Regions from separate parts of the Mus musculus genome. Here region 2 is linked to region 1. The links are chromatin contacts, called in public HiChIP or PLAC-seq maps. All regions are on one chromosome and are shown on one strand. Each heading gives the region's core, a stretch centred on a gene start, on an enhancer-like site or on the middle of the called end of the contact. The rest is flanking DNA. Distances are from core to core; before and after follow the strand shown. Region 1 overlaps Enox2 (ecto-NOX disulfide-thiol exchanger 2). Region 2 holds the start of Enox2 (ecto-NOX disulfide-thiol exchanger 2).

What was found. HiChIP or PLAC-seq counts read pairs in DNA pulled down with a chosen protein or histone mark.
Region 2: an H3K27ac HiChIP or PLAC-seq map of bone marrow-derived dendritic cells shows a contact between it and region 1, with 2.7 times the contacts expected there. The contact joins the promoter of Enox2 here to the enhancer-like site in region 1. A contact is called at or near these places in 2 of 39 promoter capture datasets (the C10 cell line and hippocampal neurons), 2 of 484 Hi-C or Micro-C datasets (the CH12 cell line and macrophages), 2 of 115 datasets of contacts at active chromatin or transcription factors (bone marrow-derived dendritic cells and microglia) and 2 of 9 other capture datasets (macrophages and pancreatic islet).

What each region holds. Positions count from the first base shown.
Region 1 is chrX:49,191,160-49,197,824 of GRCm38.p6, reverse strand. The region is part of intron 2 of Enox2 (ecto-NOX disulfide-thiol exchanger 2); the gene reads left to right. Among named protein-coding and RNA genes, the nearest start is that of Gm39513, 92 kb to the left of the region's middle. Within about 2 kb of position 1,489, at least 14 of the 459 cell types and tissues checked have an H3K27ac peak or open chromatin away from gene starts, as enhancers often do. A contact at or near this core is called in bone marrow-derived dendritic cells, where this site is marked.
Region 2 is chrX:49,284,698-49,292,227 of GRCm38.p6, reverse strand. It overlaps Enox2 (ecto-NOX disulfide-thiol exchanger 2), which reads left to right and starts at 3,986. Exons shown (of 16, transcript NM_001271447.1): 1 at 3,986-4,127; 2 at 5,324-5,383. It overlaps Gm39513 (a long non-coding RNA gene), which reads right to left and starts at 5,312. Exons shown (of 2, transcript XR_882305.2): 1 at 3,938-5,312.

The DNA.
Region 1 (6,665 bases), core at 240-2,739:
TGGATTCTAATATATATTCTACCTCTTAATGTTGTGTGATATTAGAAATATTAATGAATGACTTGGAGGTATTCTTTTTTTTAAATTGGGTATTTATTTCATTTACATTTCCAATGCTATCCCAAAAGTCCCCCACATGCTCCCCCACCCACTCCCCCACCCACTCACTCCCACTTTTTGGCCCTGGTGTTCCCCTGTACTGAGGCATATAAAGTTTGCAAGTCGAATGGGCCTCTCTTTCCACTGATGGCCGACTAGGCCATCTTCTGATTCATATGCAGCTAGAGACACGAGCTCTGGGGGGTATTGGTTAGTTCATATTGTTGTTCCACCTATAGGATTGCAGATCCCTTCAGCTTTCTCTAGCTCCTCCATTTTGGGCCCTGTGATCCATCCAATAGCTGACTGTGAGCATCCACTTCTGTGTTTTCCAGGCCCCGGCATGGTCTCACAAGAGACAGCCATATCTGGGTTCTTTCAGCAAAATCTTGCCAGTGTATGCAATGGTGTCAGCGTTTGGAAGCTGATTATGGGATGGATCCCAGATATGGCAGTCTCTAGACTTGGAGGTATTCTTATGGCTTCAAACTTTCATTAAGAATTTCTGTCAATTTTAGATCATGCAGATTTTCTCAGAAATTCCACTAGTATCTCATAAAAAGGCTTCTACTACACATCTACAATCCCACATGAATGCTGGAAGTCCTTGATATTTACGAAAATTTCCTAAGAAAAGAGAACATACTACGTAAGGCAGACAAGTTGTAGACGATCACAGCAAAAAGAAGAAATAAGGATACTGATGAATGTTCAGAGGGGATATACTAGAGCCATAAGTTGATTTGTGATCAAAAATCAAAGCCAGAAAAGTTGTTTTGTTTTTGTTATATTAGTTGTTTTTCAGGAGGCTAGTATTTTTTTTCCTTGTCTTTGGAGGAAAGAATTCACAGGTTTTTTTTTTTTGTTGTTGTTGTTATTATTGTTTTCTGTTTTGATATTAGAATATAATGACATCATTTCTCCCTTCCCTTTTCTCTTTGCAATCCCCGCCCCCCTTGTACACCATCTCTGGCTCTCTTTCCAGTTCATAAAGTCTTGTTCTTGAATTCTTGTTAATTGTTAAACTCAGCATATTGTTCAGACTTCATTCAGAGGTTTCTGTTCCTCGGGCTCCTCTCATCTCTCTGCCCCCACTTCTGCATTGAAACCCTAGTTGTATGTGTCACTTGGGACTGGGATCCACAGCTCTGCGTTTTAAGGAAGTAATGTCTATTATCTGCACAGGGGCATTTCATATATGTGGGGTTTTCCCTCAAATTCATCCATCATCAGTATCTGACATATAAACCACTGCCCTTTGTATTTATAACTATTTCTTTCTTTGTGTCTATCTCTGTCTTTGCCGCCAACCCCCATTCTCTTCTCCTCCCCCATTATATCCAGTGATTTCTTAAACAATGTCTACTTTCCATTTTCCCAGTTCTTTCATTTTGCAGTTGAATTGCCTTCTGTTTGACAAAGGCCTGCTTTTGTTAGAGGACTTTAGTGTGGGTGCTATTCTCCTGGAAGATTTGTTAAGTAATGCTGGAATGGACATGCACTTGTAGGCAATTCTGAAACTGATATCCATTTCCAAATGTAGAATTCAGAATAGAATGCTTACTTCCTCATCAGTGCCATTTTCCAGTGTGTGTAAGGCCTATAAGAACATGAGCTTTCCCTTGACTGTGCTTTAGTGTTCGGGACAGGAGTCTTTTCTCAGCAGCCCCCTTACTTTGCTGCTCCCTTTCCTTTCCAGCTGTTTTGCTAATTCCTGAGGACCCAGCTCATAAGCCATTACAAATGATGCCTACCTTCAAGAATTAGTCACTTCCTCTCTTTTCTTTTTTTTTTTTAAATATGATGGACAAAGATTGTAAATACTTTAACAACATAATGTTTTGAAATAATATGTACACATTGTTTGATGGCTAAATAAAGTATATTTTAAAGTCAATTATCTTTTGTGTGATGAATATACTTAAAATATACTCTTATTATATGTTACTGTGATAACCATGTCATAAAGTAAATTTCTTGAACTTGCTACTTCATCTAACTAAAAGTTTGTATCATTTGAACAAAACCTCCCAACCCCACTCCCAGAGTTGGTAGCCATCATTCAAATGTATGCTTATGTGCTTTTTAACCTTTTAGATTGCATATGTGAGATGATGCAGCCTTTGTCTTCATGTGCCTCACTGTAATGTCCTCCAGGATCACTCATATTAATGTAAATTTTAGTACTTCCTCCTTTAGAAAAATTATATGGTATTGTACTTACTGCATTTTTTATACATTCATTCATTTATGTATGTGCCTATTATTTCTGAATCATGGCCATTGTGACTGTTGCTTTAATGATCATAACAGTAGACATCTGAAATGTAGATTTTGCTTTCTTTGGATATAGATAAAATAGTGGGATTGCTAGACTATGCAGTAATTATTTATTTTTGAGGGATCTCCATGCTGTTTTACAAAGTGGTCCTACTAACTTACATTCCCACCAACAGTGTGCAAGAGCCTCCCTTCGCTTTATATTCTAGCCAATACTTACATTGCACCTTTTTGATACTGGGTATAATTACAGGTGTGAGGTTATAATTTGTTGTCATTTTAATTTACATTTTCCAGATGACTGATGACATTGATCATTGTTTTCATAATTTAGTAGACCAGTTCCATGGGAAATATTTTCTGTAGCAGAATAATAACAGTAAGTTAACTCCTGCGGGCTGTGAGTTCCTCACCCATGGGTTCTCAGCCATGTTTATAGTACTAGGCAAACATTTTCTTCAGTGAAGCAGACTTTAAAACCAATCAGGATTTGTTGGTAATATTTTAAATCTTAAATAGGAACAAAACTGGGTTTGAGGGAAGGGATCAATCCCCAGTCGCCTCCAAGCCTAAAAGGATAATAAATTTAATCAAATATATTTTCTTCTGTATGTTGAGATGAGCATAAAATTTATTTTGTAAATATGGTGATTGTAAGTTCTCCTCTAAGATCTATGACTTCAGTAGCCCTTGGTAGTTCACTAGGTTTCCAGCAGCAGGTATTATTTCCTTATTGTTGAGTGGATATTAAGTTCAATTAGAGAGATGGTGATTAACACCCAGATATGTGTGCCAGTACTGCATCCTTAGGGTTATAGTGCCATACTGCTCACTGTTGTGGTTCATAAGTGCTATATCTGGGTAAACTACTGGGTGAGCATTGCCAGCCCTGATGAAATGTAGTTGTCTGATTCTTCATGCTTGAGGTGCTGAACTAATATTGCAGCAAGTAAAAGGCCTGGATGTTTCAGGACCATAGTGGCTATGGTTAATCTCATCTGGATCTTGGAGTTAGAGAGACTGACCTGGCACCAGGCAGTTGCAGGTCCTGTATCTAATAGTGCTGGCCCGATGACTAGAACTTTAGTGGTGCTGGAGTAGTTCCTTGGGTGCCTTCTATGTGATGAGTTTTACTGAATCAGGCTTGATGTTGGGATCTAGAGCAAAGTCTGCTGCTCCCTTTCTTCTCCTTTTGCAGAAAAAAAAAAAATAGCATCTTTCTCCATTCTGTGTTAGCTGCAGTTGAGCTGGTGAGATGGCTCAGTGGGTAAGAGCACCCGACTGCTCTTCCAAAGGTTCAGAGTTCAAATCCCAGCAACCACATGGTGGCTCACAACCATCTGTAACAAGATCTGACTCCCTCTTCTGGAGTGTCTGAAGACAGCTACAGTGTACTTACATGTAATAAATAAATAAATCTTTTAAAAAAAAACTGTAATACTTATTCTCTCCAATGACACTTTTCAATTTTTGTTTTATGCTAGTTGCTATAATCTCACCCCTGATTGCCTCGGCACCTGTGAAGGTATTTTTGTATTTAGATATAAAATTAATTTATCTGTGGGGATATGTCTCAGGTTAAGGTTTTACTGCTGTGAACAGACACCATGAACAAGGCAGCTCTTATAAGGACAACATTTAATTGGGGCTAGCTTATAGGTTCAGAGGTTCAGTCCATTATCATCAAGGCAGGAGCATGGCAGCACCCAGGCAGGCATGGTGTAAAAGGAGCTGAGAGTTCTCCATCTTCACCTGAAGGCTGCTAGAAGACCCATTCCCACGTGGTTAGGAGGAGGGTCTCATTGCCCAACCCCACAGGGTGGACACTTTCTCCAGCAATGCCACACCTACTCCAACAAGGCCACATCTCCTAATTGTGCCACTCCCTGCACCAAGCATATTCAAACTACCACAGGATGTGAATGCTCAAAAGTCCTATTGAACATCTTTCTCTGGTTTCTCATTTGACTAAACTTTTATGTAGAACTGCTGTCATTTTTATAAGTAGTTCTTGCAGATTGGAGATACTTGTTTATATCTAACCTGACAGTCAACAAACATATACCAAAGATAATATTCTTGGGGTATGGAATTAACTTGAAGTTGTGCTACAAGTATACCTCTTTCTCAACTGTAGCTGCAGTCTTCATTGCAATTTCTTCTTCTCACAGCTTTACTATATAAAGCATGAAATGAATAGGACCAGCCAAAGATATAACTTCATCGTGTCTATCAAAATAAACTTTGATTTATCCCTATCCAAATAGCAGAAATATTACTTTAAGGAGCATAAAAGTTAGTAACCTTGGAGATATGCCTTGATATTGTTTAAAGACCATGAAATCATGAATTTTCCTTGTCACTCTGGGAGAACCCAGGACAGTAGCAGTGATAGCTCTCCTGGCAAGTAGAGAATTAACATCATTACGTTGGGTAGTGTACTGTAAACTCTTTTCATGCCAGTATTATAGACACTATCAGAAGTGGGTATGTCATCGTCAACCCTTGTTAAAATTGTGGTGAGTGGTTCATTGTGTTTTCAACAGCCTCACATAAATCAGTTCCTCCTCTGTTATGGAATAGCTAGTTCAGCTACCAGCAAAGATAAAACAAACTGTGATTTTTCTGTATTTCCAGATATTGAAAGCATTGTAATCTCTGTTAATAAACTTACTAAAACTCCCCTGAGCATCTTGCCATGCCCCTTTGTCACTTTATCCTTGTCATTGTTGGACATCTGGACTATAGTAGGAACTTACTTCCAGGCCAGAATATTTTGCAAAAATAAAAGATTGACCAGTCTTAGCTAATTAAAAACAACTAAAAAACTATACTGATTTTTATGTCACACACAAGGGCAACTAGGAACCTCCTATAATTGCTTACTCTATAGTGTGCTAAATGACATAAAATAGTAGTTGATATTCTAATTCTGTGAAGTGAGAAGCAATATACAAAATAAACGTATACAATCCACAGTTCAATAAGGTAAGAGGGACTTAGAGAATGCAAATTACAGTGAGGCCCTTACAATGAACACTTTTTCTCAGAGACTTTTTAGTTTTGTTATTCCAGTTACCATCTTTCCTAAATCACACTTGCCAGATCTTACAGCATCCTCTCTCTGCTACAGTAAATAGCAGATCTCTGTGAGTTTTTCACACTCTCAAGTTTTCAAGTTCTTTTGAAAATTTTATATATCCTGCTTTATGCCTAATTGATACAGTTTTATGTGTGTTTTTAAAAACCAGTTCTGTGGCTGAACATTGGAAGCTTTTCTTCTATTAATTTAGTTCCCTAAACATACATACATACATATATACACACACACACACATATATATATATAGTTTATTTTCTATGGTTTTGACCAGACTATTGAGTTTCACAAAAGCAAATTCTTTTTCCTGTATTGTCCACTGTAATATTTCCAGGACCTTCATGTAGTAAGTTAAACAAAAGTAGAATCATACCAAATTTACCTGGTCAGTGTTGGCCAAGATGCCCAAGGCAACTGTTGCTAAGAAAAAATGAGTACACATTATCTCATTTTCACTACTTGGTTATATGGTGATATTATTTTTCTTGGATTGTCTCTTCAGTACTACAGAATCTGTAAATATGCAATGTACAAGGTGAAGGTATCTAATCCTACTGTTGAATAAAAATGACAGTGACTTTTGCAAGTGCATATAGACAAAAAATACTGGTTAAGAACTTGGGTTTCTATTTTATGTTTTTATTTGTGCCTATTCATTGAAGAAATTATGTGTTCCATTATGATCTTTGCATTCATGAGAAGAGATTACTTTGTTCATACCCATGCCCTCCCATTACCTGCTTTTGGTCACATCTCCTTGCTGCTCCCTTTCTTATTTGCAAATAGTTCCACTTCTTCCTTTCAAGGTTCTCCCTCTACACACACACACACACACACACACACACACACACACACACACACGCACGCACGCACACACACATAAACATATATGTGTATATATATATATAGCTTTTAGATCTAGATTCTGTGAGAGAAAACGATGCATCTACAAACATTATATACATATTCATACACATGTATATATGTAAACATCTTTTTAAATTTAGATTTGGGGGCTGGGGAGATAACACAATAAACACAGTGCTTGTCAAACTAGCATAAAGACTCTAGCACCTCTTTGAAAAGCTAGTTACATGTGCTTGTCATTCTTAGTCCTGAGGGGACAGAGATAAGAGAATCTGTAGATATCTCTGGCCATCTCGCTTTGCAGAATTGGCGAGTTCCAG
Region 2 (7,530 bases), core at 2,737-5,236, 92 kb before region 1:
AAAGAAAGAGTTCCAATCATTTGTATTAGTGAATTTGCCAAAAAGCTTTAGTCAATTGTGCTATTTGATTTTAGAATTAAGCCCAAAACTATGAGCAAAATAAACCATGACTGTGTTGTCTTCCATATTTTATCGCAATGACACAAAGCTACTAACACAGGTACACCACAGACCATGTCCTAACATGACACAAAACTGGATATGAGATACTGGATGAGCCTGGGTCATTGGCTATAGACCGAGATCTAATTATTAGACTAAGCATAATCCATTATCATACACATTAATTGAAACAACTTGATGAATGAATCATTGAGCACACATACTATTCATATTGTTGCATAACCTTTCTATAGGCAGCAAAATCACTATGCATATGAACTCCAAAACAAGAGATAATCCTGGCTTTTACTAAGTCTCAATTCTAGAAATAAAAGTGATTGCAATATTGACTAAAAGCTAAAGTGAACCTTGGGAACTAATATTTAATGTGGTGTATAAAAAAGCTGGTCTACAGACTGAGCCCTGGTGAAACTCTTAGAACCAGGGTTCTTATGCATTGTGTTTCCAATGAGGTATAACCCAGGCCATTCTGGATGACTGTCCACCTCAGTGTGGGTTTTTACACTTATCAAAGCATCAAATTGGTCCATTGGCTAAAACTATAACTTTGGAGTCTAATATCAGTATCAAGTTCAATAGTAATATTTACTTGATGGCCCACTACCATGGCACACAATGGCCTGTAAATATAGCTACAGATAAACTACAACTTATCCTGAGACAAGATTTAAATCAAACATTCACATTGCAAACCTGAATCTAACTGTAACGTCATGAGGTCTATACTGGCTCTGTAGAGAGTTTGAAAGTTTTCCTTTTAACTTCTCTCTGAATCCATCCAGCATTATTTACCAAGCATTATTTACCAATATTTCAGAAAAGGGCCACCACTTCATAAATTTGCCCAGCTATACAACAGTGTGTCAAAAAGTATACTAACAGTGAATCAAAGAGTATAGACTTTCTACATATGCCTGCCCACACATTTTAATAAGACACGAAGGAAATTTATACATATTCACATATACACATACTCAGAACAAGTAGCATATACATATATCCATATATACACACATACATATACAAGTATGTATGTATATGTATACACATATTACATACACACATATATGTATACACACACATACACATATACACACACATATACCCATTGGTCTTGTTTCTTTATATGCCCCTAATTAGTATATTGTCTTGTCTGTATCCCTTTTATCCCCCTCTCTACTCTTACTACTTGAGATAAGACTTCAAGCACTATGTGAATGGGGAGGGGGAGCATGGACATCATTGTCTGTTACATAATTTTTGTGGAAATGCTTTGGGTCTTTTCTGTTTTGCATGATATTGACTGTGGTAGGCACACCAAGAATTTTATCATGAAAGGATGTTAGATTTTATAAGAAGCCTTTTCTGTATCTAGTGAGAAAACATGTGGTTACAACCCTTGAGTCTCCTTAGGTCATGGGTTACATTTACTGGTTTACATATGTTGAAACATCTCTGTATCTCTAGGATGAGGCCAGCTGGGCGGTAGTGGATGAACTCTTTGATGTGCTCTTGAATTTTACAAATTCATATTCCACTAAAAAGAAAAATCTAAAATGAGTGGATAAACTTCTAGATACATATGACTTACCAAACGAGCTAAAACGAAGTAAGTAATATAAAGGGACCAATCAGATATACTTAATGAATCACTGAGCGTACACCTGATTAGTATTCCTGGATAACTTTTTGATGGGCAGCTATCTAGATATTTTATTGAGTATTTTCATCTATGTTCATCAGGGAGATTGGTCTGGATTTATTTATCACCTTTTTAGAATAAGGGTAACACTGATTTTATAAAAATAATTTGGAAACGTTCTTTCCTTCCCTATTTTATGGGATGATGAAAGGAGTATTGATATTAGTTCTTCTTTAATGGACAGGTAGTATTCTGTGCTGAATCTATCTGGTCTTGGGAATTTTTTAGCAGGGAGATTTATTATTCCTGCTTATAATTCATTGGTTGCTATGTGTTTCTTTATATTACTTCACCTTAGCTTAAGGTTGGTAAGTCATATGTATCTAGAAGTTTATCCACTTATTTTAGATTTTTCTTTTTAGTGGAACACGAATTTGTAATGTCCTCATGATTCCCTGAATTTCCTCACTATCTGTTGTAATTTCTCCCCTTTCATCTCTAATTTTATTAATTTGTATCATCTTTCTCTTTCTTTTAATTAATTTACAATCCCTTAATGTTTGTTTGCTTTGAAACACAGTCTCACTATGTATCTTTGGCTGGCTTGGAACTCATTATGAAAAGCAGTCAAACTTTGAATTCATAGAGGCTTGCCTGCTTCTACATCCTTAGTACTGAGAAAGATGTGGACCACCACACCTGGCTCTCTGTTTTCTTTTGCTTTTAATGTAGGCACTTAGTGCTATAAAACTTCCCCTTAGCCTAGCCTTTATCATGTGCTATTTGTTTTGATGTGTTGTTTTCCTTTTCCATCAATTCTAAGAATTAAAAATTTGTCTCCTTGAGTTTTTTGACCAAATTATCATCCAGTAGTGTGTTTTGCTTTTTTGAGTTTGTGTATTTCTTATAGTTTCTATTGCTGTTAATATCTACCCTTATTCTACTGTGATTCAATAAAATGTAGGATATTATTTCAAATTTTCTTTTCTTTGTTTGTTCAGTCTTGATTTGTGTCCTAACATGTTAATTTTGTAGAAGTTTCCATGGGCTGATGAGAAGAATATGTACTCTTTAGTGTCTGAGTGTAATTTCTGTAGATGTCTGTTCAGTCTATTTGATTTTTGATGTTGTGTAAACTCTAGAAATTCTCTGTTTAGTTTTCGTCCTGCTTTTTGGTGGGAGTGGGGTTTTAAGGTCACCTACTTTAAATGTGTTTGCATTAGTATGTGTTTTTAGATCTAATGTGTCTTTTATGAAGTTGGGTCTACTGGTGTTTATCCACCCATTTATTTACTGGTCTCTTGTTACATAGTTTTACTTAAAAGATGTTTTCTTGAAGATATGTAAGATATTTTTCTAGTTGTATTGTGCATCTGTTATGAGCTATAGCATTATACTAGTATATGGCAAAGCCATCAATCTTCAATACAAGAATACAGCTTAACTGCCTATCTATTTAGTAGATTTCTTTTGGTATCTCCACATCACATTTACATATTTAATTATGACAAGTCCTAAAGGAAAATATAATTCCCAATTAGAAGTACCTAGTTTTCTAATGACTCTAACAAAAGGCAAACTTTTACAAGGTATATTTTTAATTAAAAATTTAATCTTAACAAAACGGAAATGTATATGTTCATAGCACATGTGTTTAATTATGCATTTGAAGAGGCTTAGGCAGTAGGATTCTTAATTCAAAGCCAGTTCTAGGCTAGATAGCAGCATTCTTCCTTAAACAAAAAAATCAACCATACTCAGACTTCAAATGAAAATGTCAAATTATAATGCAATGCAAACATTCTTTCTCAAAACATAAATACTTTTCTAGTATTCAAAAGAATCTCGAACATTTATCTGTCTCTACAAGCTCTCTATACCTAAGCTTGAGGGTCCTTGCACACTAAACTACAATACCCATAACACTGTCCTGTATTTCAACTCAGGGTTTTCAGGAAGCTTGGTGTGAGAGGAATTGTGGGTATCTAGAAGAAAGCATTTTGACTTCATCTCCCAGAATCCTCTAGCATCCCTTGATACCTAAGCAAATATTGGATACTTCTGAGGAATAACAGTTTCCTGTGACCTCAAACTACATTTCCCATGAAGACACATGCTCGGGCCTCGCGGTTCTCTGATGCCCTAGCCAATGGGAGAGGCTTCAATAGTCACCTGGTAGGTTAGAGTCCAGCTATTGGGCCCCATTGCCTGGCCTAGGCCATCTAGTAGAAGGTGCACGGTTGGGAAGACAGTTGTGGGGCACACCCCACCCTGAGGGCACTCCGGGTCCAGGAACTTCCGAGCGGGTCCGATTTTCCGCGGCTGTTTAAGGAGTAGCGCTTCGGTAGCCGGGGAGCTGGAGGTCAGCGAGGCAGAAAGCCCGAGTGGCAGTGGCCGGGGACTGTGGGACCGAGGGGGTCTAGGGAGGAGGGTGCTTCCGGGGCCGCAATCTTTGGCGCCTAACTCCGCCCAGCCCGCTTCTTCATGGGTGGTGGGTGCCTTGACTGGAGTTGGGGGGCAGGCACCAGTTGCCTTAGCATCCAAAGCACAAGCACGTCCCCCCTCCTCCCAACTCTTCTCTTATTTCCTACCTCCACCCGCCCCTCTCCCCACCACCCAGCGCAGGCTCCTTCTTAGGATGAGAGAGCCTCCAAAAAGTGGCATCTGGATTCCCCTTCAGGCAGGAGTTGGGTGCTCTGTTCCCGCCTTTAATTTGTTGCTCAGCTCTGAGCACCTACCACTGCAAGTACACACACAAACCCCACTCGACCCCACCCTGCACCCCCGTTTCCTCTAGGCGAGTGGAAATTCCTTGCTAAACCCAGGGCTTGATTTTCTGTCAATTTCCATTTCTGCTTCCTGATAATGAGGTGTTCTCTCTCTCTCTTTCTCTCTCTCAATCTCTTTCTCTTGGCTCATCTCTTTTTACTGGCCTTTTTCAACTAGTCATTGGAGTGGAAAAGGTGTCCTTCAATTTCCAGAAGGGATAGGAAGCAGAAAAAAAAAGAATCTTACTTTTGAGAAATACACAATTAAGGTTCAGTACAGTGTTCTAGTGAGGGTAGAGGGCAAATTGGACCATTTAAAAACCTGGAGCATATTAAGGGCTTCCAGCAAAATCTGATTAACACCAATAGATAGAATTGAGAGGCTGCTTTGTAAAAGTTCTAGCCTAACTCAGAGCTTCCTGACGTCTTGAAACTTACTCTTTCCTTAGAACAATCCTAGTATGCTTTGTGGAAGAGGTTGCCTTTCATTTGGGCTCCAGTGGTTTAAAAGAGATTCAAAAGGAGCATAAGAGGAAGAAAATGCTTCTTGATGATGCAGGACTTGGCGAATAAGAAGTGGGGGATGGAAAAGGAAGGAGTGTATGACAGAGGCACACATGGTTCTAGAAGAGGTATCAGCAGGGATATATTGGGAGATAATACTAGGATAATATTGGGAGATCATAGTGACATGACAGGTAGAAGAATATGCAAAGTTTGAATTTATTCTGTATTGAATAAAATTAAAGACAAAAAAATTAAGACTGGGTGATTTTCCTTTTCATCCTAGGGGAACCTGATTTGAGATCAATTCTTGGAGAACACAAAGAAGTGTGGTGGTATGTTCCAGGTGTGAGTTTAAATATAAGGAGAAACTTTTGTCTTGTAGATGTTTTATTTGTGGCTAATCTTCGCCACAACCTGTATCTGTCAATTAGAAAGCAAAGTGCCATAAACATAATAAGAAATGAGTTTGCTGTCCTTGTGTAGCAGAATACCTGAATTGTAACCATCTGATTAGAAGACAGTATTGACTCCTATTTATTGAGCCCACATAATGTCCAAGAATCATAAGCACTTAGTGACACTGTCTGAGAGTCTTATATGTACTATTATTTCCACTATTTCTCTAGAAGAAGAAACTAAACTGGGTATTTTAAGCAAATATCTAAAGACAAATAGATTAGAGATAATCGAGGTGGAGTTTTGATGTACAAACTTCTGACTTGAACGCCCATGCTCTTCGCCCATGGTTTCCTAGTTCTGATGTGTATTTTTGTTCATGATTTTCCAACTGTGGCAAGGAAAGATTAAGGTACAATTGTTCATCCTGGAAGAAACCCAAATGAGTCATTTGGATTTTTGTGTCAGAGTGTGTCTGCTGTAAAGTCGTTGCCAATACCACATTAGATTAACTGTTATAACCATAGTTGATTATGCCTGCCAAAATTATAGTCAATGTTTCTTTTTCTAAATTAGATGATTCTATACAAAAAATTATGTCCAACCTTTACATCATTTGGGTGTAGACAGTTCTTTGGGTTTTATTTCATTTCAGCTTTTTCAAGGGGACCCAGGTTACTAGATGTCCTCTGGGACCCGAGTACACGTGAAATACAAGAAGATACAATCGAATACAAGGCCTGAACCCTCACTGGATTTCGGGGAGCTAGGTGACCACAGTTGTGAGGTACCATGGAGTAGAAGATTGTAGGAGAATGGAAACAGGTAGACAGCATTGTGATATGGTGAGGAAAGAGTAGCTAATCAGAGGAGGAGGTTATGGAAACGTCTTTTGTGAGGAGGTGACATGACAGGCCTTGAGGGAATAAGGAGTTTGCAGGGCAAAGAAGGGTAGAGAGGAGCCATTAGAGATAAAGGAATCACTCTGAACGATGTGTGTCTCTATAAGAGTAGAGTGTGAACAGTTCGTCACAGCTGGGTACAGATGTCTAGGATAAGGAAGGTCCAAGCAAAGCACGCTACAGCATTTTGAGCATGATTTTTGAAGAATCAGCTGTAATGGTACTGAATATGAATACACAGGCCCATTGGCTGTCCAAATGGGGTGCATAGACCAGTGGTAGTTATGTGGTGCTCTCACTCACATTTAAAAGTTCATTTGTTGCATACTTGAATGTATCAGAAAAAAAAAAACATCTGGATTAGCTCATCAAACCTAAGGTTGCATAGGACTTGATCTAATAAAAATAGAAACTACATTAGTCTTAAGTTGATCTAAGGACAAATATTCAGTAAGAGTGTGACTATGTTCAGCATCACCAAGTTATAACCTCATGTAATTAGATATAAGGAATCCAGTAGGAAATAGAAAATAACGTGACATTTTCAGGAAGGGTGCATCACTAGCACATTTTCACATTTTTAAGGTGACAGGGGAAAGGACAGAGTGGAGCTACTTATTAGTTAGAATTAGGAGGAATTGGTACATGTAAATATTATTCTATTAGTGTTACTACTTGCTTGGTATTTATCTTTTATGATGAGCATAATATTGCCAGAGCATGCTATTTCATGCATTAAGGTGGCAGCCGGGTGATGGTTACTCTTCAGGCGAGTGGATTTGGGTTATGCAAAACCATACTTCTTACCTCACTGAGTGCTACTGAGACTCTTCAAAATTCAATTGACATATGACCATCTCTGGGAAGCCTTTCCAAGAAACAACCCACATATGCATGAATGCACACACAAGGCAGGGTTAGTGTTCTCCCTGCTGTAGGACCCATACTATTTCTAGTCTACAGTAGCTCATGCTGTAGTATCATTCTCTGGATGTTGCTTTCTCAGTTGGTTGTAAGCTCCCGAGGGCAGGGACCATCCATATCTTGGTTGTCTCTATACACTTAGAAAGAGCACCTGGGACAAAAGACATCTAAGAAGCGGTTATTGTATGGCAAACCATAACAACATCCCCAAGAATCCAACTGTGGAGCTTGGTAATGCAGGAAATTCAAAAGTACGGAAAAAGGTAAA